5 separate regions of the Mus musculus genome follow, and all the other regions are linked to region 2. A link is a contact called in public HiChIP or PLAC-seq data. All regions are on one chromosome and are shown on one strand. Each heading gives the region's core, a stretch centred on a gene start, on an enhancer-like site or on the middle of the called end of the contact. The rest is flanking DNA. Distances are from core to core; before and after follow the strand shown.

What was found. HiChIP or PLAC-seq counts read pairs in DNA pulled down with a chosen protein or histone mark.
Region 1: a FOXA1 HiChIP or PLAC-seq map of pancreatic cancer cells shows a contact between it and region 2. The contact joins two enhancer-like sites. A contact is called at or near these places in 9 of 39 promoter capture datasets (the 3T3-L1 cell line, 3T3-L1-derived adipocytes, the SN4741 cell line and 5 more) and 1 of 115 datasets of contacts at active chromatin or transcription factors (pancreatic cancer cells).
Region 3: a contact with region 2 is called in a FOXA1 HiChIP or PLAC-seq map of pancreatic cancer cells. The contact joins two enhancer-like sites. A contact is called at or near these places in 12 of 39 promoter capture datasets (the 3T3-L1 cell line, 3T3-L1-derived adipocytes, HPC-7-derived erythroid cells and 8 more), 1 of 15 datasets of contacts at CTCF or cohesin (the NIH/3T3 cell line), 1 of 484 Hi-C or Micro-C datasets (cerebellum) and 10 of 115 datasets of contacts at active chromatin or transcription factors (acute myeloid leukemia, bone marrow-derived macrophages, embryonic basal ganglia and 4 more).
Region 4: an H3K27ac HiChIP or PLAC-seq map of embryonic stem cells shows a contact between it and region 2, with 5 read pairs. The contact joins two enhancer-like sites. A contact is called at or near these places in 6 of 39 promoter capture datasets (the 3T3-L1 cell line, 3T3-L1-derived adipocytes, cranial neural crest and 3 more), 1 of 15 datasets of contacts at CTCF or cohesin (the NIH/3T3 cell line), 1 of 484 Hi-C or Micro-C datasets (the Ba/F3 cell line) and 4 of 115 datasets of contacts at active chromatin or transcription factors (embryonic stem cells, pancreatic cancer cells and trophoblast stem cells).
Region 5: a contact with region 2 is called in an H3K4me3 HiChIP or PLAC-seq map of the 230-238 cell line, with 13 read pairs. The contact joins two enhancer-like sites. A contact is called at or near these places in 16 of 484 Hi-C or Micro-C datasets (the HL-1 cell line, brown adipocytes, cerebellum and 8 more), 8 of 115 datasets of contacts at active chromatin or transcription factors (the 230-238 cell line, the HPC-7 cell line, embryonic stem cells and 3 more) and 1 of 9 other capture datasets (embryonic stem cells).

Annotation. Positions count from the first base shown.
Region 1 is chr1:181,519,765-181,523,988 of GRCm38.p6, forward strand. No RefSeq gene overlaps it. Among named protein-coding and RNA genes, the nearest start is that of Ccdc121, 10 kb to the left of the region's middle. Within about 2 kb of position 1,782, at least 47 of the 459 cell types and tissues checked have an H3K27ac peak or open chromatin away from gene starts, as enhancers often do. A contact at or near this core is called in the SN4741 cell line and pancreatic cancer cells, where this site is marked.
Region 2 is chr1:181,229,904-181,234,132 of GRCm38.p6, forward strand. Gm38664 reads left to right here. Exons shown (of 6, transcript XM_011238899.2): 3 at 2,253-2,379; 4 at 2,507-2,658; 5 at 3,317-3,412; 6 at 4,059-4,229. The coding sequence ends at 4,219. Among named protein-coding and RNA genes, the nearest start is that of Wdr26, 20 kb to the left of the region's middle. Within about 2 kb of position 2,553, at least 252 of the 459 cell types and tissues checked have an H3K27ac peak or open chromatin away from gene starts, as enhancers often do. A contact at or near this core is called in the 230-238 cell line, the SN4741 cell line, acute myeloid leukemia and 7 more, where this site is marked.
Region 3 is chr1:181,549,710-181,554,264 of GRCm38.p6, forward strand. No RefSeq gene overlaps it. Among named protein-coding and RNA genes, the nearest start is that of Gm32767, 12 kb to the left of the region's middle. Within about 2 kb of position 3,237, at least 113 of the 459 cell types and tissues checked have an H3K27ac peak or open chromatin away from gene starts, as enhancers often do. A contact at or near this core is called in acute myeloid leukemia, bone marrow-derived macrophages and pancreatic cancer cells, where this site is marked.
Region 4 is chr1:181,622,045-181,626,832 of GRCm38.p6, forward strand. Dnah14 (dynein, axonemal, heavy chain 14) reads left to right here. Exons shown (of 87, transcript NM_001377039.1): 18 at 649-993; 19 at 4,597-4,788. Gm33612 (a long non-coding RNA gene) reads right to left here. Exons shown (of 3, transcript XR_373757.4): 2 at 4,574-4,696. Among named protein-coding and RNA genes, the nearest start is that of Gm33612, 2.8 kb to the right of the region's middle. Within about 2 kb of position 1,742, at least 36 of the 459 cell types and tissues checked have an H3K27ac peak or open chromatin away from gene starts, as enhancers often do. A contact at or near this core is called in embryonic stem cells, pancreatic cancer cells and trophoblast stem cells, where this site is marked.
Region 5 is chr1:180,972,305-180,976,854 of GRCm38.p6, forward strand. It overlaps Tmem63a (transmembrane protein 63a), which reads left to right. Exons shown (of 23, transcript NM_144794.2): 21 at 412-527; 22 at 836-898; 23 at 1,865-2,800. The coding sequence ends at 2,032. Among named protein-coding and RNA genes, the nearest start is that of Tmem63a, 32 kb to the left of the region's middle. Within about 2 kb of position 2,292, at least 50 of the 459 cell types and tissues checked have an H3K27ac peak or open chromatin away from gene starts, as enhancers often do. A contact at or near this core is called in the 230-238 cell line, cerebral cortex, cortical glia and 1 more, where this site is marked.

The DNA.
Region 1 (4,224 bases), core at 532-3,031, 290 kb after region 2:
CAAATGTCAGGCAGCAGAGAATATTTAGCCGTGTATTCTTCAAAAGGGCCGAAAATCCAGTAAAGACCGAGACCTGAGAGTGACGGATATGGCCGTGCGGGGCAGAGATGGATAAGCAGCCATCAGGAAGGCACTTGGGAATCTCAGGGGCTTGCCAGCATTCTCTCTACTGCTCAGGCACATCCTTGCCCCCCTGTTCCACCTGGCAATACAGCACCCCTTCTTAGAGGCTGGTCTGAAATACCCTTCTCTTCTGGGAGACCCCCTCTCAGGATGCCGGGTGACTGAGGTACACCCAGCTGCTAAGCTCCTGCTGCTGTAATGGTTTGCATAGTCTGTTGGTAAGGCACTGCTTTAGAAGCCATGCTGGTTCTATAGCCCTTGCAAATGCCCTGATGCTTGAAAACAGTGTGTATTTTATAAATAGTTGTTGGGTTGCTTGGTAAATGGCTTTAATTGTTGTTTAATAATCCTATCGCTTGCTTTTGAGTTGTAATTTTTAAAGGGCATGACACACATTATCTCATTTGCTCAATGGATACTATTATAAGCAGGCAGAGCGAGTGATAGCATTTAATAGAGTTGGGAAAGGAAGTTGAGTTATTTTCCTTTAAGGCTTTCAGAAGGAGTGATTCAACTCAACATCATTGGCTGATGTTTGAGGAGGAAAAAAAAAAGAGTAGAATGTGAGAATCTCTTTTGTGAGATTCTAGAAAAAAATCCTAGTTTACTTTCCTACTCCTTCTAATTATCTTTAATTATGAGCAGATGGTCTTGTTTCCTGAGTCACAAACTATAAAGCCCACTTATAGTAGGCGGGGCTATCTTTCAAAGTAATAAATCAAACCCACTAACAGTAACATGATAGCATTAACCTACTAACACTAACATGATGGTATTAACCCACTAACAGTAACATGAAAGTGGCAAATCCATCTGTGTTCTTGTCTGTGCCATGGGCGCCTATATTGTTAAGATGGACTCCCACTCTAGCATCATCCCTCTGAGACATGCTTGACACAAAGTAGGGCTAATGCTGGAAGAAGGTCTGTACTGGGATCCAATGTCGCTGTCTCTGCTTTGGGGTGTCAAAAGCTATCACAAAACTACAATTCCAGGAAGAAAATGGAGGAAAAGAAAATAGCAGTAGAAACTGAGATAAGAGTATATACCCTGCTCTTCAGCGTATACTCTTATCTCCCGCTCTGGCCAGGAGGTCTGGTGCTCTGCTGAGGAGCCACCTCTCGTCCCACATAGTTCTAGTTGGATGGATGGCGCTTCCAAGGATAGGAAGTTGTTTCCAGGTGCCCATGTGACCTCTGCCTGACCAGTGAGTACCCTTACTCTCTCCAGCCACGGTGATTGGCTCTGGGCTGCATATGAGACTTCCATTTCTCGAACCATCAGAACAGAGAGGTGATGCCTCTGATAGGGATGCTAAAGGGTGGATATGGACCAGATGAGGCAGGAGGTCAACACACTGTTGATCAGTTCTGTCTGAATAAGGCATGGATTGAAGAGAAGAGAGCTGGCTGTGGGTTTGGTCTGGATGCCCTAGTTTGAGTCCCTGAGTGTAGTCTTATCTAACATCAGGTCTGTTCCTTGGGACGGTTTCAGATTTGTAAGCTAATACTTTGGCAATATGCTAGCAAGTCTCTCTCTTTCAAGTCAATTGGAGTTCTATTTCTGTTTCTTATTTGCTTTAGTGACTCAGAATCCTGACCAAAGCATGCAGCTCAGGGTGGTGTGGGAGAAGGTTATTTGAGACTTGGAAAAGAGAGGCTGAGAAGTTGTTTTGGTTTTGATGTCAAAGCATCCAGGAGGAAAGAGAGATTAGAATCTGCACTAGGCTTAAGAGGATGACGTGGGTGGCAAGTGCGGAGGCAGCAGCAGCAATTGATACAGTTTAACAATTCATGGAGACACTGTTGGCTGCCACTGCAGGTGGGCACCGTGCTTTGAGGGGTGTGCAGGCATGGTTAATGAAGAGACGTGGCTGCTGCCGTCAATTGGAAATCAAACACAAAGCGTAATTGCTGTTGCTTTGCCTGTATCCGAGGAGCATTCTGCTACAGTCAGGGTGTAAGGCGTGCCAGTGGGATATGAACACAGGTAGACATTGTACAGAGCCTCATGACTCACTTCCCTGTGCCTTCCTTAAGAGGGGTGGAGAGAGGTGGAGCTAGCAAGCAGCAACAACCAAACTAATTTCCCTTAACCAGAGTCTTCACCCTGGGGTTCATAGCTTATGTTTACGCTTTAGACTCTCAAGCCCCTTGGCGATTATGCGCAGAAATTGCACTTAATCTGTCTGCAGAGAGGGTCCAGTTTGGAGAACAAAAAGAGTTTATTGGACCTGAGCTAGCCACCTGAGCCATGTTGGCCAGGTAGCTGCTGCCTTGTGTAAATTTAAGGCACAAGAATAAACAACTTCCCATCAGTCTCTGAGCGAGACAGCCCTGGGGAGCAGAGCCCCAGGATCTGAGAGGAACAAACAAGACCCCAGGACACAAGGTCTCAGAGACAGATCGCACAGCTCCCTGGGTCACAGCATGGTGGCAGGGCTGGGTTCAGGTGGTGGGTGATGCTATGAAGTCTTATTGTGTCCCTTCCTGCCTGCCGTCTGTGATAGGCGGCTAGGTGTTTGCTGGGCACTATAACCTCTGTTGTTGTTGTTGTTTAAGCTGTAGTTGGTGTCAATTATTTGTAAATGAGAGTCTGGAAGGTATTCCAGAAAAAGAGAAGCTACACCTATTGTTCTGAGTCCCTTTCAGCAGCGAGTCTCCATGATCCTTTGACTGACAGGAGAATTTTATGGTTTATTATCAAGGATTTTTTAGGATGTCAAAATGGTGCAGAGTGAAGCACATTATACCCTAATTCTAAAGCCCCCGTGATGTTTGTCAGTTTAGAGACTTCATTGCAACAGTTTGAATGGAAAAAAAATAATTTTTAAGGCGCCTTCATTGTTAATGTGAGCCACTAATAATGTTTCTTTTTAAAATAATTTCAGGCTTCAGTCACATGGCACAAAGAATTCTCTCATGTGCCCTCCACTTAGACTTCCGCCCTTGTTTAATCATCCTGTCTGTGTTCACATGAACCCCACACACGCCTGTGCACACGGCTACTTCGGAAACGCTTGGGAATGCGTATTGGCCACCACTGAACCCAAGTCCACACCTTTCCAAAGCAGACCACAGGGTGCACACACACCAGCCTTGCTTGCCCCTTGACTTCCTGTAAGCATCTTCACCTACTGTGAGAGAGATGGCTTTTTTATTTCCTGCAACTCATGCTGTTACCTGGTCAGGCTTAGAATCTACCTGAGGTAGTGCTAACATTGGGAACAACTTCAGAAGCGTGGTCTCAGCCGATAGTCCATGACAGTGGTTCTCAACCCTCCTAATGCTGCGACCCTTTAACTCCAACCCTAAAATTACTTCCTTGCCACTTGATACCTGTAATTTTGCTACTGTTACGAATTGTAATATAAATATCTGATATGCAACCTCTGTGAGGGTGGAGACCCACTGGTCTACTACCTGTCCACATTTCTTTAAAACAGATAGTATGTTTGCTTTGGGTCCTGCTCTTTTAACTGTCATTCTTTTATTTGCAGAATAACTAGGACTGTTTGTCTCTGCTTCTGTCCCATTTTGAACTGCCCCCCCAAACCCCTCCCCAAACTGACTCCTGCTCTTGACGATTTCAATGACGATGATGATGATGGTGGTGGTGATGATGATGATGATATGCTCTGAAGTCCCAAACTACACAAACAATAGACTCAGTACAGGGCCCTTCTTCCCTTAAGGTCTTTCTACCCCATGTGACTGCCCAGGTGCTCCACCCCAACACACCCACCTTGTTAATAAATTGCTTTTCCAGCTGTCCTTCTTGTAGCTTCTCTTGCAGGGGAAGCAGGCGAGTCTGGGGCCTTTCTTATCTATAAAAGGCTCCACTTTATAAACTTTGTTGCCCTCTGCCTTTTTTTTTCCCTCCTGGCACTGTAACCTTGGAAATACTCCATTCATAATCATTTTTTGTAAGATCTCCTCTAGTCTTTTTTTTTTTTTTTTTTTTATAGCGGCATGCTGTTCCTTTGTCTTCTTTGTATGGCCACTGTCTCATCCCAGGGCACTGAGGTGGCTGCTGAGCCCTGCTGCTCACTGCAGGGGCTTCCAACCCACAGGCTAGCTACACTCAACTGTCACCTCTCAG
Region 2 (4,229 bases), core at 1,303-3,802:
ATATTTCAAGAAGAAATGGGTGTTTTAGAAAGCACAGAGTTTGGTGGCCAGAAGAACACAGGACATTTAGGACACAGGACATTTAGGACACCCATGTGAGTCCAGCTGTCTAGCACCTGTAGGTGCTGGAGGCTGCGACTGTCACTAACCCACAGCACCATGATCCGAAGCGAGAATCTGATCATGTATTTCCTTCCAAGGCGAGGTCCTTGACAAGTTTTGAGAGCTTTTTGTCGTAGCATGGGAGGAAGAAGAGGAACAGAACAAGGAAGAAGCGGGGCCTTCTCCTCTGCCTCTTGTCGCAGGCTGTTAAGACCTGAGGTCAGTTCATTCCGACCCTGAATAGACCGGGCTATCCAAAAGATGGCGTAGTGAGCATCAGAATTTAGATAGGATCGGCTGGAGCAGATCTATTGTGATCCAGCCAAAATCACAAGGAGAGTGCACTGTGCTGCTCTAAGAAGCCGGGTACCGGAGACGTCCGGCTAACACGGCTCCTGGAATAAAAGATGCTTTGCTCTGCCCATCCAAATCTGAATCCTGCTGCTCATGGGCCTGTTTTTACGGGTCCCCCATCTCTGCTTCTCTCTGTCCTTCAACTCCAACTAACATCTCTTTATAAAAGCCAGGAGGCTCTGTAAAGTTTAAAAAACACACACACACACACAATCCATCTGCATTGTATTGAACAGAATTGAAATGTAATGAGCCACTGGGGAGTGAGGGAAGCCACCCTCTGGATCCCCATCGCTGTAGTCAGTTTGCTTTTCTCCTGGCGGGTCAGGAAAGCTTGAGCGAGGAGACCTGCCTGCTGAGGAAAGCATCCTTCTCCCTCGCTATTGTTTGCAGGGCAATAGGCACAGCGATTTGTCACCACCTCGGAAGCTGTTTGGGTGTAGGTGAAGAAGGCCACCTGCCCGTGTGGGAGGGTTGCTCGTGACCTGAGCGTTTAGCCTGACCTTCTTGTGTGCCAGGCTGGCGTCTGATGCAGGAAGTGCTGTTTTTGTATGTTCACCTCAGCAATTTCCTGACTCACTCTCTAGAAGGGACACACCCCATGGCCCTGCAGAGGAAACTTTGGAGGTTGCAAAGCTGGCCTTTGCCTGGCTGACCATGGGGCTTGGAGGTGGAGTCGTTTAAGGAAGGATTAGCAGAGGATGGGACTGTTGTCATTAGGATACCACACGTGACAAACTCAACATGACCGCCCACCTCTTGGATGATTCACAGGCCTGAAGCATGAGTAACTTAGAGGGTGGGCAAGCAGGTATTTGATTCAGTAGGGTGGGGCTGAACCCTCCCTCTCTCCTCAGCACCCATCGCTCCCTTTCCACAGGATCTGGTAGCCTGGAGGTTTCAGGTGCAGGGGGGCCTGTGAAGTCTCTCTTGGCCTGGGGAACCCTTGTCATTTGAATGGTTCTGTGAAGTGGCGCTTGTGACTGAAGTGCGGCTTTCCAGGGGGCTGGGGGGCAGCTGGAGTGGCTCAGCCTGAAGCACATTCTCAGCTCCCGCTGTCAGGGCTGGAGTGGGGGGCACACTATAGGAGGTTCTTCCTCTCACTCGTCATACGTCCCATGTGATAGCACAAAAGGGGAGGGCACCTTGTTGCCATTCCTCTGTAAGCCACATCAAAGCCACAGCTTCTATCCTGCATGGTAAGTTAAAGTCCATCCCAAAGCAAGTGTCCCCTTTGTATTATTACACGAAGCATTGGCTCATACATTATGTATGGGACATCAAACATCCGGTGTAATCTTATTTGACTGTGAATAGAACCTATGTTTTAATAATAACCAGCATTTTTACTATGTGTATGGCATCACAGATGTGTCATTTTAAATTATGTATATAGCTTTTAAAATGTGTAGTGACTAAAATAATTATGGTTGCTTCATGCGGCCCTCTATAGGATATGCCAGTTGAGTAGATACGGACTCTCAGTTCCCATAAAAAGACCACTTTAACTTGCCTGTCAGGAAGCACGGAAGTCACGTCTCAAGTATCATTGCCCGAGAAGGGCAGGACTCTTCTTACATCCTCCTTCCCATCCCACCAGCCCCTGCCCCTTCCACAGGCATCTGGAGAAGAAAGTCCTGCCGCAGTGTGTAGTGGGTCTGAGCTCTGTGTGAATCTTTCCATCATCCCAGGTCCAGAAGTGGGATGTGGTCCAAGGAACCCTAGACAAATGCTCCCTGGGACACTGCGGAATGATTTGCCGGCCTCTTCGAGACATTTCTGTTGTTCCCCTCCAGGGATCGCTGTGTCCTCCCAGGATGAGTCTCTCATGCTGGACCCTCTCTTTGTCCTGTCCCCCTCTGGATGCTGGCAATCTAGGAAGGTGCAGGAGGAAGCTTGCTCCCAGGATCCATATCCCACAAGGTGTCAGCTCCATAGAGCTGGGGTACCCATGGCCAGTCAGGAGGAGCAAGGAAGAGCAGCAGTGTAACTAACTCCCTTGAACAGCAGCCTGAGAGTTGTGAACGGGGTGCCCCTGTGCTCCCTGCAGGGGTTGGCACTTCTTTCTCAGCATCTGGAGATGGCAGCCTGGGCCTGGACAGGAAGTGTGTGCTGAGTCAACTAGGAAGTGGCAAGAGCTGGTGTCCTGCTTACACAGAGCTCTGTCTACCCAGAACTGGATGTTCCTCCTGAAACAGGATGGTATGGCGGAGTCCCCTCCTGTTCCCCAGCTTTGGACAGGAAAGGTCTTGACTTAAAAAAGCAGCCTTGCAGTGACAGGAAGGCTGACCACATTTGTATTTCTCACAGAGGTTTGACAGTGTTAGACAGCTTCTCTAGAGACCCAAGGGAGGCCAGCTAGGTGTTCACCCCGGTGTTTTTCCTGAGAATCCCTTTCCTAGACCACCTCTAAGCCAGCGAGTGAGACACTGGGCCAAAGGGCCAAAGCAGCTGCCTGGGAGGAGTCACCCATGCGGTCTATGGACACTGCCCCTCTTGTAACTTTCCAGTGCTCCGGGATTCCGACTGGCAGCTCTGACGCCTGGTGGTCATTTCAAGAACTGCACTCTGGAAGACTTGTCCATTTTTATTATTTTTAGATGCTTTAGCTTTCTTCTTCCAATAAATATAAATAAGATGGACCTTATACATTAGCAGTCATTACTGTTACTAAGTGAATTATTTATAAGTAAAATTCTTGCAAATGCAATCGACAAAATATATGTTTGTAGAAGATTCTGGAAAGATAAACCAGAGACTCTTTGATGATCTCCAAGGGGCACTACTGTGGGATGGAGAAAGATTTATTTTGCTTTATATATGTGCTTCTCTCTGAAATATATTTTAACTTATTTTTCAGTTTTCTTAGTGCTTGGCACGGTGGCACAGCCCTTTAATCCCAGCACTGTGGAGGCAGGTGGCTTTCTACAAGTTCAAGTCCACCCTGGTCTACAAAGTGAGTCCAGGGCTACACAGAGAAGCCCTGTCTCAAAAAACCAATTTATATGTGTGTGTATGTGTGTGTGTGGTGTGTATGCATGTATGTATATATTCTTTTCTTTTAGGTTTGTTATTTCATGTTTGTGAGTGTTTTGTCTGCATGTGGACATGTGTATCATGTGCATGCCTGGTACCTATGAAGTCAGAAGAGAGCGTCAGATTCCACAGAACTGGAAGTACACGTGGTTGTGAGCAAATATGTAGGCGCTGGGGATCCTCCCAGGGTCCTCTGTAAGAGCAGCCAGTGCTCTTAACCGCTGAGCCATCATTCCAGACCCCGCTTTTTAGGGTTTGTTTTTTTTTGGCACAAAGTCTCTCTCCATAACTCTGGGTGTCCGGAACCCACTATATAGTCCTGGGCTCAAATTCAGAGATCTGTCTGCCTCTGCCTCTCAGGTGCTGGGATTAAAAGTATGCACCACCACACCCAGCTAACATCTATATTAAACAAAGGCAAGTAATTACAGTTAAGAGCTGACTCTGGGCGAGCCCAAAGTCTAGGATTGTTCCTTCCAGGGCTCCAAGTTTGGTGTTCAGACGCCTCTGGAGTGTTTAAGGGAACAAAGTACGGCTGAATCCACTCTGGTCTCAATCACTAACAGCAGCAGAGGACTGCAGAGCTGAACAGGACAAAGCAGCTCTGGGGAGTGCTGGGGTCAGAAAGCCAACAAGAAGCTCCTCACTGTTGACCCTCCCACCAACGCCCACCCGCCCCTCTACGATACCCCACCTATGGGAGTGTGGATGCATTAACACATTTTAAGAACATGGTC
Region 3 (4,555 bases), core at 1,987-4,486, 320 kb after region 2:
TTTGGAGAGGAGCATTGATGTTTAAAGATGGCCTGATACTTCCCAACATCCCTCAAAGACTCAGACCAAGTGCCTCTGACCACGCCTGCTTTCCTAAGCATCTCCTCACCTTGTCTGGGGCTGGAGGTGTTAGGAAATAGACAGGAGGAGAACCCGAGAAAAGAAGATGCTAGAAAATAGGCAGGTGGAGAATGGCGTGGTAGGAGAACAAGGAAGATGTCCATCATTCTGGGGAGCTGAGGACTGGCAGGTGGCAGAACAGTGGCCATCAGTGACCTTCAACGAAGCTGAAGAGCCTCGTAAACATGCGTCCTTTCCTTCCTTTTCTCCCAGGTTTACAAAAATCCTTCATGTTCGTATGTATATCATTGAGACTTACGTTAAAAATAGATTTCGGCAGCTGTTGAGTGGTATAATTATCCCCATGACATCAGAAGTACATCCAGTACCGACTTCTTTTGTTGCCACTCACCAAATGCCACCAAGAACCACATACTGCTCAGCGGTGACAGCTGCCTTGTGGGCATCAAGTAGAGAACTGTGGTCCTTACAAGCAGCTTCTTCAGTCCACATCCATGGCCTGAAAGCTGCCTGGCACCATGTGAAGCTGACAGGTCACATTGTCAGAGATGCCCAGAGAGGTGCACAGTCACATTTATTTTGTGAGGGGTGGATTTTGTGTTCAAAAAAGGAAGAAAGAAAGAAAGAAAGAAAGAAAGAAAGAGGGAGGGAGGGAGGGAGGGAGGGAGGGAGGGAGGGAGGGAGGGAGGGAGGAAGGAAGGAAGGAAGGAAGGAAGGAAGGAAGGAAGGAAAGAATTTTTTCCTCTTTCCAATTTGTTATAAAACACAGGAAAAAACTATTCTTTTGATAATCAAGGACCCATGGCAACTGATCAGCAGCCCAAGAGACCAAAGTTTTGAAGGGTAGTATTTTAAATGGCTAGAGTTTGGAAGCTGAGACTGAAGGAAGGGCAAAATATTCCAGAGAATTCCCTGTGACTTTTCCCTTGCGCTGTCTTGGTCCATTTTTCATGTTGTAAGAGATTACCCGAGACTGATGGGTTTATCGAGAGCATGGCTTCGTTTTGATTCATGATTCTGGAGGTCAGGAAGTCTAAGATCATAGCCCTGACAAGGGCCTAGCACTGTTTCAACGTGGCCAACAGTAGAGAGACAACTTGGTGTGTGTGAGGCAAGCCAGGCAGGAAGTGTTGTCACTTTGTAACAGCCAGCGCTCGAAAGAGCAAACCCACTCCCAAGAGAAAACATTTCTATCACTTATATCCCAAATGCCCTGATGACTCACGTGCTAAGCCTTGGTTATCAGCTGTGTGGCTGTTGGAGGCAGCTGAACCTTCAGGAGGTAGAGCCGAGGTTAGGTCACCAGGGCTGTGTCCCTGAAAGGAATATTGTGACCATAGTCCTGCCTCTTCAGTTCACTTCCTACTGCCCTGGGGAGAACAGTAAGCATGCTGCCTGTCCCTAGCATAATGTGTTATCCCACCCCAGACCCCAAAAGAATGGAATCAAGTGATCACAGACTAAGAACCCAAACTTTGCTGTTTAAGAATAAGTTGCTGTCACTCCAACGTGTTCTACACTATCGGGAAGCTGACCACCACAGGCATTAATCCCTCTTCCTTACTCTCAGCCTGGCTGGAACTTTGCCTCCCTGTGCTACCAAGATGCCAAGGAAATCTCAGCAGGGGATGTAGAGAAAAGAATCCACATTGAATCTTAGCTCCCTCTATCCCCTCTCAGCTCCTCACCTCTGCATGGCCACCCTGTCCAGCAACCCTGCATGCTTTTGCCATTGGGAAGTGGAGCTCTTTAGACAGCAGGGAGTAAACCCATGTGGTTCTTCTTAGAAGACAAACCCAAAGGAGTTGTGGATTTGATGAACAGGTTGCAAGGAAGGGAGATTCTGTGTGGATAACTGTAGAGGCCTCTCACTTTCTCCCTGCAAGGCTGGTGAGAAAGCTGGGTCTATCCACGGCCAGAGGATGGGTGGATCCAGTTTCTGGCTGCAAAGTTTCACAGCAAAGCCAAGGCTGTGGTTGCTGCTATGATGGAGCGACTTGGAGCCACAAGGGGTCAAAAGCACTTTTGAATCTGAGATGAAGTGTTTCCTGCCCCCCTTCTTTCCTCCCTTCTTCCCTTCTTTCCTCCCTCCCTTGTTCCCTCTCTTCCTTTCTTCCTTCCTTCCTTCCTTCCTTCCTTCCTTCCTTCCTTCCTTCCTTCCTTCCTTCCTTCCCTCCTCTCTTCCTTCTTTGCTTCCTTCTTTGCTTGCATGTTTTTATTTCCCTTTTGCCATTTCAGCCAGCAAGTTGCACTCTTTCTTATGCTAGCACAGAGAAAATGAGCTAGTAAAGTCCTTGCTGGCTGATGTCCCACTTGCTGTGCAGGGTAATAAGGACCTTCACTAGGGAGGCATCTTTGGGGAGTGGAGGACAAGGGATTGTCCTGTGGCCTCTGCAGCTTGACTTTATTTCCTGACTTGCTGTTGCCCCTCTCTAAAGTAGGTATTACTTCCTCCATCCTTAGTGCCTGGGAGTCAGGCTTAGGATATCCTGCAGTCACTGCTATTGGAGGTGAACCAGAGGGAGCCTAGCTTGCTTTTCCTCCTGGTTTTTGACAAGTTCTTTTATGGGATCAGTTCTTGTACTGCCATGGGAGAAAGGAGTTAAGTAATCAGGGAGGCCTTCTAGGTGACACCTAAAGCCAGAAACCTTAGTAACTTTATCTGTACATTAGAAACCTCCAACCCCCTGTCCCAGCCCTGTGCAGCTTAGAGGACATGGGAATTCAAGTCCCAGCAGGATACTGCTAGAACCAAGGGACTGAAACAGAAAGAGCAGGACAGCAGGAGCCTAAGAGCTGTGTAAGGAGGGGGAGGGAGAGTCACAGCCTACTTAGCTGCCAGGACAGCAAGGCAGAGACAGCCAGAGAACTGGACTGACAAATGAGGGCACTCCAGACTTTGGCAGATGGCAGCAAAACCACACCAGCTGCTTTTTTTCCCAGGGCTGCCCGGTCCATTTGCCAGCCATGTCATGTTTACTCTTAGGACATAAAGAGAGGTTCACTGGAAGAGGGTGACTTCAAGGCTTCTCACTGGTACTTGGAGAGCTCTGTCCAGTTGAGCAGCCTCGGCACATGTGCCACTACTGTGTTGCCCCTGGCAGAGCCGTCCCCTGACAGGCATCAGCATCCCCACTTATGCAAGTCAACCCTGGCTATGATGTAACTTTTTATGCCCTGTGACTCAGGGTGGAGGGACTCCTTGGTCCCTCAGACAGCTCAGTGATTCCTTAATCATTTCCTCCTTTTAAGTCCTTAGTCACTGCGGGAGATCTGGCTGATTTCTAAGTTTATCACTCCTTGCTCCCCGGAGAGCATTTAGTAATATGCTGCAGGGGACAGGAGCTCTCAAAGCCCGTGAAGAAAATGGGCTTTCAGACACCCCCACCCCCACCCAGAAGAAGAGCAGAGGGTGTGGTTTGAGGATGCCTGGCACCTGGGCCTCTGTGTCCCTGAACAGATGGCAGCTTACACTGCTGGCTGGAGAACTGGGAAAGTTCAGAGCTGCCTTCAGAAGGTCGACACCCACTCACCACCCTGATGAACACCCACGGATGTGACGGTCATATCTAAGAAGAGGAGGGTGCGGCTACAGACAGGGGTTTCTGTGACTCAACACAATCATCTCTCTTGGCTAAATCTCTAATATCTGCTCCCCGTTGAGGAACTTTGGGGTCCCAAAGAGGCATCCATTTACTTCTGCATTGGGGGTGGAGGACTTTACATGTTGGCTGAATTGTGTCTTTTAAATGACATCGCAAGCCAGGCATGGTAGCGTGTGCCTGTTATGGTTCCTAGCACTCAGAAAGCCAAGGCAAGAGGATAGACAGCTATGGGTCAGGATGGGCAACACAGGGAGACGATCTCAAAACAAAACAAAAATGCCTCGAGAAATTGATTTAATTCCTCCCTCTCTGTTTCCCTCCTTCTCTCTTTTTCCGTCCTCTCCCGTCCTCCTCTCCCCATTTGCAGGTTACTGAAATGTTACAGTAACCAATACGATCAACTTGATTTCTCCTCTCAACAGTACAGTTTCAGGTTTCGAGTTGAGAAGTTAGTTGAGTGTGGATGCGGCCCATTCCCTTTATAGCTATTGATCATAGTTCATTGCGGTTCCTTGTATGAGTATAGTATTTTTTGTTTTATGGACTTCACTTGCTGAACATTTAGATTTGTTTCTAGAGTTTTCCGCCAATACCATATAGTAATCCCTCTCCCTGCGTGGGCTCCCTGCGTGGGCTCCCTGCGTGGGCTCCCTGCGTGGGCTCCCTGTGTGGGGCTCCCTGCGTGGGCTCCCTGTGTGGGGCTCCCTGCGTGGGCTCCCTGTGTGGGGCTCCCTGCGTGGGCTCCCTGCAATGTTTGCAGTAAGAGGTTTATTGCTGAAATACAAGTTGAATAACGCTGTGCATGGCCACCTGACGCTCTGTGGCCAGTGAATTGCTTGTCGCACTTGAGCAAAAGGTTCCTGTGTGTT
Region 4 (4,788 bases), core at 492-2,991, 390 kb after region 2:
TACATGAACGTGATGTATGGAAACCTTCAGAGCATCCTAGCATCATTCCAGTTTGTCTCCCCTGTGGTCTCTGGGCTCCACTTACCACGGTTTTTCATGTTTCCACTGTGGAAAGGAGTTTTTTTCCCTGCGGTTCTTTCATGACTTTGGTTTGCCAAGATGTTGGTTTTCCATTTTCCAGCCCTTCCCTAACCACTTAAATGCATTTTTTTTTGTCCAAATTCACAGTAGAATATAACTATCTCAGCTTGTGTCCGAACTCTGTCCTAACCAGATAAACTATGTCTTAGGAACTAAGTGAAATCAGAAATACACAGGCCCAGCCTGCTCTGGGACTGTGTGAGGAGAAAGTCGGACGACAGGCAGTGAGCTAGATGGTTGGTCTCTCTAGGACATAGTTCAAAATAATACCTTGATTACAAATTAAATATCTGAGTAACCTTTGCATGAAAGTCATGTTATCTATTTTTCTTAGTCTTGTTTCCAACATATGGCAATATTTAATTCCAGTTCTAAACAGAATGAATTGTACAAAGACCATCATTTGACAGTAACCATCAGCTTGCCCAACAATGCAGATAAAAGCTTTTAGTAAGGCTTCTATTTCCAGGTGGAACATGCTAACCATCTTGACGTTTTCATTCACAGATTGTGACTCTGCTGACTATTATTGGTAATTCAGTGGGCTTGGTTAGCGACTACAGCTGCAGGTTTCTGAAATATTGTTACATAGTAGAAAAGGCCAAAGTCATGACTACAAAACTGCCATTCATGACGAACTTGACATCCATCGAGTTTAAAAGAATAATACATAAATTCAGAAGCTACCTAAAGCAAATCGTGACCATGACTATTGAGATACGTATTGGAATTTTTTATGTGAATAGTCTGGATTATCAATTAGCATGCTTACCATATGTTGATGGCATCATACAAATGAGCTACAACCTGTTACAATGTACCATTGAGGAAAAAAGTGCAAATCTATTAGAAGTAAGTCTTTATTTTTTTCCTCTTTTTTGTTGAATTAATTATTAATGAATCCCAGCTTGAAGGGGGGGGGGTCACTTCCCACCTCAAACATTTATGTTCCCAAGTGAGACACACATACACAGCCTTTATATTTTTATATGCCTTAAGCAGCACAATAGCTGGCCTCCACGCTGCGAGAACCTGCCCCAACCTGCAGGACTTGTTTAAACAACAGGATTCTCGAGGGAAGGGAGCTACAACAACAAATTTTGGGATTAGAAGACACAAAAGAAGGATGCAAGACAAAAATTCTGTTCAAGCCTCGTTTACTCAGGGGAGATGGGGGGCTTTTTAAAGCTGAAAACCGCAAACAGAATTTGCTCAGGTACACAGGCCAAACCACAGTGCTAGGTAACACACTAAGGTCAAAGGAATGTCCCCATTGTAAAAGGTCCAGAAAGGAGTGCCCTCATTGTAAAGGGAAAGGAATGCCCCACATTGTAAATGTCCTGAGTCAATTACAAAACGGAAGCAAGATAGTGGAAGAAGCAAAAGAGTGTTAGATAATGGCCCTGGAACAAGATTCCAGAGGCTTCTGGGGCCCCAACAAGAACCTACCTCTGCCAGTAATTCCTAGTTACCACTTATTAATTCTTATGTTCCATCTTGGTTACTCTTCACTCCAATTAGACATCTGGGTGCTCTCCTTGCTTCTCTACCCCATGGCAGACTCTGTCTCTCCTCCCTCCACACTCTCCTAAGCCATCTCCCCTTCCTCTCCTCCCGTCCCAAGCCCAGGAAACGCCAAGCTCTCGCCTCTGTCTGTCCTCCCCAGCTCTCAGCTGCTGCTTTCTTTATTTACCAGTCAGAGCTAACTGAGGGCAGGTTCCCAGAAGCTATGTGCAGACCCTATCGTGCAAACAGTTTTTTGGGGGAGCATAGTTAGCATTCATAATACAAGCAGGTACACCTTTTCATAAGAAAATTTCAGATTAGATTATAACTTGATGATATACAATCAAAAATACATATAAGTATTATACTCAGAAAATCCCAAAGTACTGTGATTACATTTGTTTTTGTGTTTAGTCTTTATCTGTGTATAAGTGCATTTCTGTATGTGAATGTGACACATACATTTGCCATAACATGTGGAGGTCAAAAGGCAAACTTCAGGAGTTGTTTGACACAGTGTCTCTTGTTTGTATCACATAAACCAGATTAGAGGCCCTTGGGCTTCCAGAAATTCTTCTCCACTTGATTTGGCCGTAGGACTCCTGGGATTATAGACATGCATGCTCTTGTGTAGTTTATGGAGATGCAAACTTTGGTCCTCACACTTGCAAGTACTTTACCCAACTCAGTCCCTCCTCAGCACTTACATGTGTGTTTTATTAAATATCACTTCCTTTAGAACTTTCTGTAACTACGTGGAAGACTGCGCCCCATGTCACTGCCCATCTCTTTTTTTTTTTTTTTTTTTTTTTTTTTTTGGCTTTATAACGCACATCATTGTCTGACATCATTGTTCCCCATAGACTCACTAGGCTATGGCTTGTCTGCTTTGTAGAACAAATATGGATCCCAGTATCCTAGCTGTTGCCTGTACCAGCATCCTCCCATAGTACCCAAGACAGGTTTCAAGACCAGAGTTTATGATAACAGCTATCATTTTTTTTTCTTTATCCAGCCAGACTTCCAATACTTCTTAAACCCAAAGTTACAAGCTGCCCATCGACTGTGCCTCTGCAGTATAACTGTGAGAGGATAGCAGCATTCTCACACATACCAAGTCTAATGTTGCATCAAACCTTATCCAAAGTAGCGAACAGAGCTTGAGTGGGCCAGGAATAATTTTCAAGAAAGATGTTAATTGCAAAAGGAGAAGCGCCAGTGGCGTGGAAGCGGAGTTGACAGGCAGGATATTGCAGGCAGGAGTTAATGTAGCTAGATTCAGTTGCACATGACTCCCACGTGCAACAGCAACAGCAACAGAGCTGTCGCCTACACAAGTTAGAACTAATTTCTCTTGTGGGAAGTAGTAGTGCCCACATAGTGACTTGTAGCAGGGACGGTAGGGAGGGCCACCTATATATAAACACCGGGGGCCACGTAGCCACAAAAAAACATCTACAGGAGTACCTAATTTAGGACTGCCTGAGAGACCAAGGATTGGTGGTGCCAGCCAATGCCAGCCAATCAGGAACTGCTGTTTAGAAGAGATGCTTTCTTGGGATGAATGGGGCACTGGTGGAGGGTATTAAAGGAGCTTGCAGCAGTGCTCAGATGAGCTTGCTGTGACATTTCCCACCTGCTCCCAGAGTCTGTGTTGTTGACTCTGTGCTACCTCACCTCCAACCCCCAAGGGCAAGTAGGGCCCAGCAGCAAGTAGTCCAGGGCACAGGCAACAGTCGCTGGGAATACTGGCTGCTTTGAGCTCACAGTGTGCCTTTCCCTAAGCATCTCTAATGTCACATCCTGTTAGACAGCAGGGCAGAAGAAGGCAACATGCCCATTATGGGGCTAGGAAGCTAGGCAATGCAATGCATCAATAGAGTTATCTTTTAAGAGCCTCCTCTTACCATCTCTTAAAGTTATATTCATTCATTTTCCCCCAAATAATGTTTTTATTAATTCCTTGAGAATTTCATACAATTAATTTGATACTTTTCACCCCCTTCCCCAAGTTCTCCCAGATATCCACCCCACATCCCTACTCCACAAATTTATATTTTCTCCTCCCCTCCCTCTTAAATCCGTCAAGGTCCAGTCTGCTTTGCCCAGCAACTCTTGGGAATTAGAGCCTACTCTGGATGGAACCATTAAAGAAAACCGACTTTCCCTCTTCCAAAAGCTAACAAATACTGGTAGCTCCCTAGCTAGGGGTGGGACTTCCTGCCTGCCTACCTCCCCTCTCCATGCTGAGGTGTCCTTAGGCTTGGCCTTGTACAGGCCTGTGCACTCTGTTACAGCCCCTGGGGGATGTAGATGCACCTGCCCTGTTGTGTCCAGAAAACACCGTTTCTCTGAAGTCACCCACTAGCCCTGCCCCCTCACCTCTAAAACTCCAAGCTTTGAGGAAAGGGTTGTGATGGGTGTCCCACATAGTGATCAGCGTTTACAGTTCCTCATGCTTTCCACCGTGACCCTTTGTGGATCTCGGTGTTAACTGCCATCTATTGCAAGGAGAGCTTTCTCTGATGGTCACTGAATTGCAGTTCTGTAACTTAGCACATACCTAATCTTAGACTAATCTGAGACTTGGTTCCTTGTATGCAAAGTAGAGAAAATAACACCTAATCAGTAAACACAATCAAAGAGGACCACTGACTGGAGAGTCTATTGTATAAACGGTCAGGGTGGCCATTCCAGCCTTAAGTATTGTGCATGCCTTATAACACGTATATTACACATGAAATCTACTCAAGCACTTTGAGATCACAATAGAAGGACTGGATCATGCTCGTCTGCTTCATACTTAGGATCCTGTCCAATTTGTATAGCACTGCACATCCAAGTGTATGGCATTGCACTTGTAGACGTCAGCCTTCTGAAATGAAGAGAGTGGTTTCCCAAAATAGTGAAACCATTGCGTACTTACCACTAGTGTGCTAATCCTTGCAGACTTTAGACTCGTTGCTGCACCAACTGGACACTGAGCCCGTGGAACTGGAAGAATTTGTGGAGCATTTGAATTTTTTGGATGACATTTTCTCGAGCTTGACTGAAATAGAAAAGGATTTCTGCACAATTTCTGAGCTGTATTCCATTGTGAGGCATTACCAGATCAATGTGTCAGAAGAGCAGATCGCCATC
Region 5 (4,550 bases), core at 1,042-3,541, 260 kb before region 2:
AGGTGTGACAGAGCCCCGGAAATCCCCATGGAGGAGAGGGCTGCTGGGTCAGTTCTGAGCCAGAGGATATGAAACTGTACAGTCAGCCCCAGAGAACTCCCATCCCGACTAGCCTTAGGCTCTGGAGGCTGGCAGGAACTGTCCTAGCTAGCTCACTGTCAAGGGCTCCTTACGTGGTATCCCAGTGTCTCAAACCCAGTCAGGGATGGGTCTAGCCATCATGTGGGCCATATACCCTGTGTTGTGTGCTCTGAGCTGTGAGGATACTATTCTGGCAGTTGGAATGAGGAGCAGGACTGGGGGCTGTGGGGAAGTCACCCACAGTCTGGACACCAGGCCTGGCCCCTTCCTCACCAGAGCAAGCATAACAGGAAGCGCCAGCCTCCCTCAAGACTGCGCGTATGTTCCCAGGTCTGACGGCCCCGGCCACGCTCTTCACCTTCCTGGTTGTTCTGCTCACCATCCTGGCCTGCCTGCTGTACACCTGCTTTGGATGCTTCAAGCACCTCAGCCCATGGAACTACAAGGTACCGGATGGTCCGACACGCCTCAGGCTGGACAGCGCAGCTCTCTTTTTCCCCATCCCCGTGTGTGTGAATGGAGTACCAGTTGCCCCCAGCTTTGGGAGTGGGGTGTGTTGTGGCTTCCTCCCTCCCTTCCCTCCCTCCCCTATTCCAGCCCCCCCCCCCCCCCGCCCCGTGTCTCAGTTGGGCTGCATTGGGAGCCTGGTGCCGGCTGCTCCTATTATTCTGCTGGGTTACTGGTCTGTTTGTTTGGGGGACCTTAGTTCGGAGAGACTGGCTCTGTTCGTCATTGTATCTGCTGTTGTCCACAGACAGAAGAATCAGCTAGTGACAAAGGAAGCGAAGCCGAGGCCCACGTGCCCCCGCCATTCACAGTAAGCTGCTATCTGTGTTTCCGTCCCCATGGTGGTTACTGTTTGTCATGCTGGTTGCATGATTCCCACCCAGAGAAGCCATAAGAATGTGCTGGAACAGTTCTGCCAGGCTGGAAAGGCCCGTCTTCTTCCTGGCTTTCCCTGACTCTATCCTCCAGGATGCTCCCTCAGGGTAGGGTGTGGCTCTTGAGCCCCAGATGGTAGAGTGGTAACTTCTGCTCATCCTAACAGAAGTGAGGGTAGGACTCTGACTGGCCTCCTCAGCCTCAGGCCTTCCAGCCGCTACCTCCCTAGGGAAAAGACTCTTCAAAGCTGGGGAGTGCCGGAGCACGCCTTTAATGCCAGTACTTATGAGGTAGAGGCAAGTGGATCTCTGAGTTTGAGGCCAGCCTGGTCTAAGGATCAAGTTTCAGGACAGTCAGGGTTACATTTTAAAAACAAACAAACAAACAACAACAACAAAAAGACTCAAGCCCCCCATAAGTAGGTGTTCAGGAGTGTAGTTACCCAGAGGCAGCCATGGCCCAGGCCCTGCCAGCCAGCAAGGAGAGCAAGCAATGAGGAAGCTTAGAACCTTCATTTCCACCCTGGGCCCGGGAGGGATGCATAGCTGACAGACACATACTATAGACAGACAGGCAGACAGACAGTTCCCAAATAAACAGACAGTCACCCAGAATACAGTACCAGGAAGGAGTGCTTCCTCTGAGAACTGGAGGAAGCCACTCTTCATTTCTTCATATGGTCATGAGAGCTGGGCTGTAGACGGCTTCCCATTTTGCTCTGGCTTCTGAGAAGTGTACTAATAAAGAAGTTGACTTGTTTTGGGTCCAGATGTCCCATGAGAATGCTATTTCTTGATATGTGTCCTCCCGTTGGGAGAAAGAGGGGTAGTGGGGCATGACCAGGATGTGAGATGTCAGGCTTGCCACCATCCAAGATCTAACTCTTTGCCTTTGCCGACAGCCCTATGTGCCTCGGATTCTGAACGGTTTGGCCTCAGAGAGGACAGCGTTATCCCCACAGCAGCAGCAGACCTACGGTGCCATCCGTAACATCAGTGGGACTCTTCCTGGGCAGCCCGTGGCTCAAGATCCTAGTGGCACTGCGGCTTATGCCTACCAGGAATCCTGAGAGTGGACAAGCTGGTCTGGCAGGCTGGGAGCATCTAGGAATACCGAGGGACACAAGGGGCTAGAGCCCCAGACAGGCTCTTGAGGGTTTTGCTGCTTAAAACCCCCGTATTGTGAGAAGAGGAAACCAGCGGGTCGTGGGGCTCTGGGTAACCGGGCTGAGGGTATCCATCCGGTGGGGCTGCTGTCCCTGGGAGCCATCTGTAAGGTTTCTTTTCTGGTCCCAGTGTGGGGAACATTTACAGCTCCCTCTTGTGGTCATCTGAGGATATGCACTTTTATTCCCCCATACACTGCTCAGGATGCTCTCTGTAGTGAGCATGGTGTATGTCCCTAGTGGTTTGTGGCCAAGATCATGTGTTGGGCTTTTGCCTTTAGGGAGATCATATTTGGGGACTTCTGGTTGATGGGGAGATGCGTCCAGGAAAGACTTAGTCCCTCTGAGCCCTGGAACACTGCTTAGCCTTCTGCAAGCTGATGAATAGCGCATCAGTTGGGTCTGAGATGGAGGCCATGTGGGGCCCTACAGTACTGTCCTGCCTGCAGTCCCTTTTCAGGGATCCATGGATTAGCTGTAGGGACCGGGGAATACCTTGTTCTTGTTGATGGCAGCAGGGCAGCAGGCTCATGCCCACTGGTTTGTAGCTGCCTCCTGCTGTGTTTCCGGGTTTTTGTATCATGTTGCCTGAATCTGGGCTGTGACTGGGTAACCCCACAGCAGGTGGGGACATGAGAACCATTAATAAAGTACCCACTGGGCTGGTGGTGAGACCCTGCCTCTCATGCTTCTTCCGGGTTTATGTACAGATTTTCCACGTCTGTGCAGGATTCTTCCAGCCTCTACCTGATAAGTCTGCTCTGTCCAAGATAGCAGGGGCAGTGTCAAGGGCAACTTGGAATTATGAGAGGTCAGAGTGGCAGGCACGGAGAGAACAGGGTGCCCCTCCATTTCTTCGGTTTTGGGCAGCTCACTCTTTTTCCAAAGTGGGACCTGGGGTTGGGCCCTAGGGGGCAGGCTGAGATGAGAAGGAAGGTAGCAAGAAGGAAGGTGGGACTTAGCAGTCCACGGTTGGGTAAAGGTGTGGGCCATAGCAGGCTTGTGGCAGACCAACTATTTGGGCCTGCCTCCATTCCAGCCCCCTTACAACAATGGACCAGGCAGGGTCTCCCGATTCCTCTTTTCAAGGGTCTGGTGGCCCTTGGCTACTTGAGCCAGCCAGCCAGCCAGTCACACTGCCTTTTCTCCCACAGGTCTGAACTTTGTGGGTGTCTGGATGGTGCCATCACTACTCTGGGGGCTGCTTGGCACAGGGTGGCCCTGGCCAGTGACTGTTTGCCAGTCTGGATTGATTCAGAGGGCCCAATGGGCACCAAAGCACAAGGGCAGAAGTGTGAGCTGACCTCTGGGGGGAGAGCCAGGTGGCTTGTCAGAGTAGAGGATAGTGCTTGGTCCAGCTGTGCTTAGAGGTAAAATCATTTGTCACCAAGGCCACACTGCTTAACACAGGTGTATAGTGTGTTAGGTAAATTTTAGAAAGGACGCTGTAGGTTTCATAGACAGGTGTTGAGATGAGCTGTGCCCTGGGATAGCTTTATTAGTAGCGTAATGACCTACAGGGTGGTCTTAAAGAAGGGAGCAAGCCAGAGATTCTTCGTGGGTATGAGGCGAGTGGGGAGATGTAGCCTAAGTGGAGTCGGGTGAGGCGGAAGGCACTAGGTAAGAGTAAAATCATAATTCAAAGTTGCCTTGGGTCTTGGCAGCCCAGGATTGCTTGCCTACACCTGGAAGGAAGAGGCCCCTCTCCCTGCTCAGCCAGGCTTCCCCCTCATGCCTGTGGACCATAATGCTCTGACCCATGTTCTCTGGGAAGCGCTGGGAGGAGACAATGGTTCCTGTCGTCCAGTAGATCATGATGTTAGTCAGCAGATCTTCCAGGGAGAACTTCCTGGGAAGGCACACAGGATGCCCGGGCTCTGTGCCAAGGATCCTGCCCATCCTGCTTTCCTCAGGTGACCAGTGCCATTTTCTTCTATAGGCTGCCTAGGTCAGGGTCCTCTGGATACAGGCAGATAGCTAATATAAGTCCTGACTGCAGAAGGCAACAATTCCTAAACTCACCATCTCAGCAACCTGCCTCCATGGGAAGTGACATCACCCCTGTTTCACCACCAGGTGGCACCCTTTGCATCTGGGTGCTTTGAGCCCAGAGGTGCGCACAACTGCCTCCACCTTCCTCCTGGGCTCTCCAGGTCTCTGCTAACACTTCCTTCCTGTGACCCATTCTTCCACCCCCAGTTCAAGATTCCAGGTTGCAATGAGTCTCCCACTCTTAGGATCCCAAGCAACTTGAAACTCCTGGCAGCAGGAAGACTGGTATCCTGGCTAGAGGCAATGTGCTAAGAGTCAAGGGACCCAGATGTAGACTTGGCCGTAGTAATAAAGAGCCCTGGAACTCTGACAGTTGTTTGCTGTGTCTGGGTCCCAGTTTGTCCTCTGGTACAAACAGAATGGATGACTC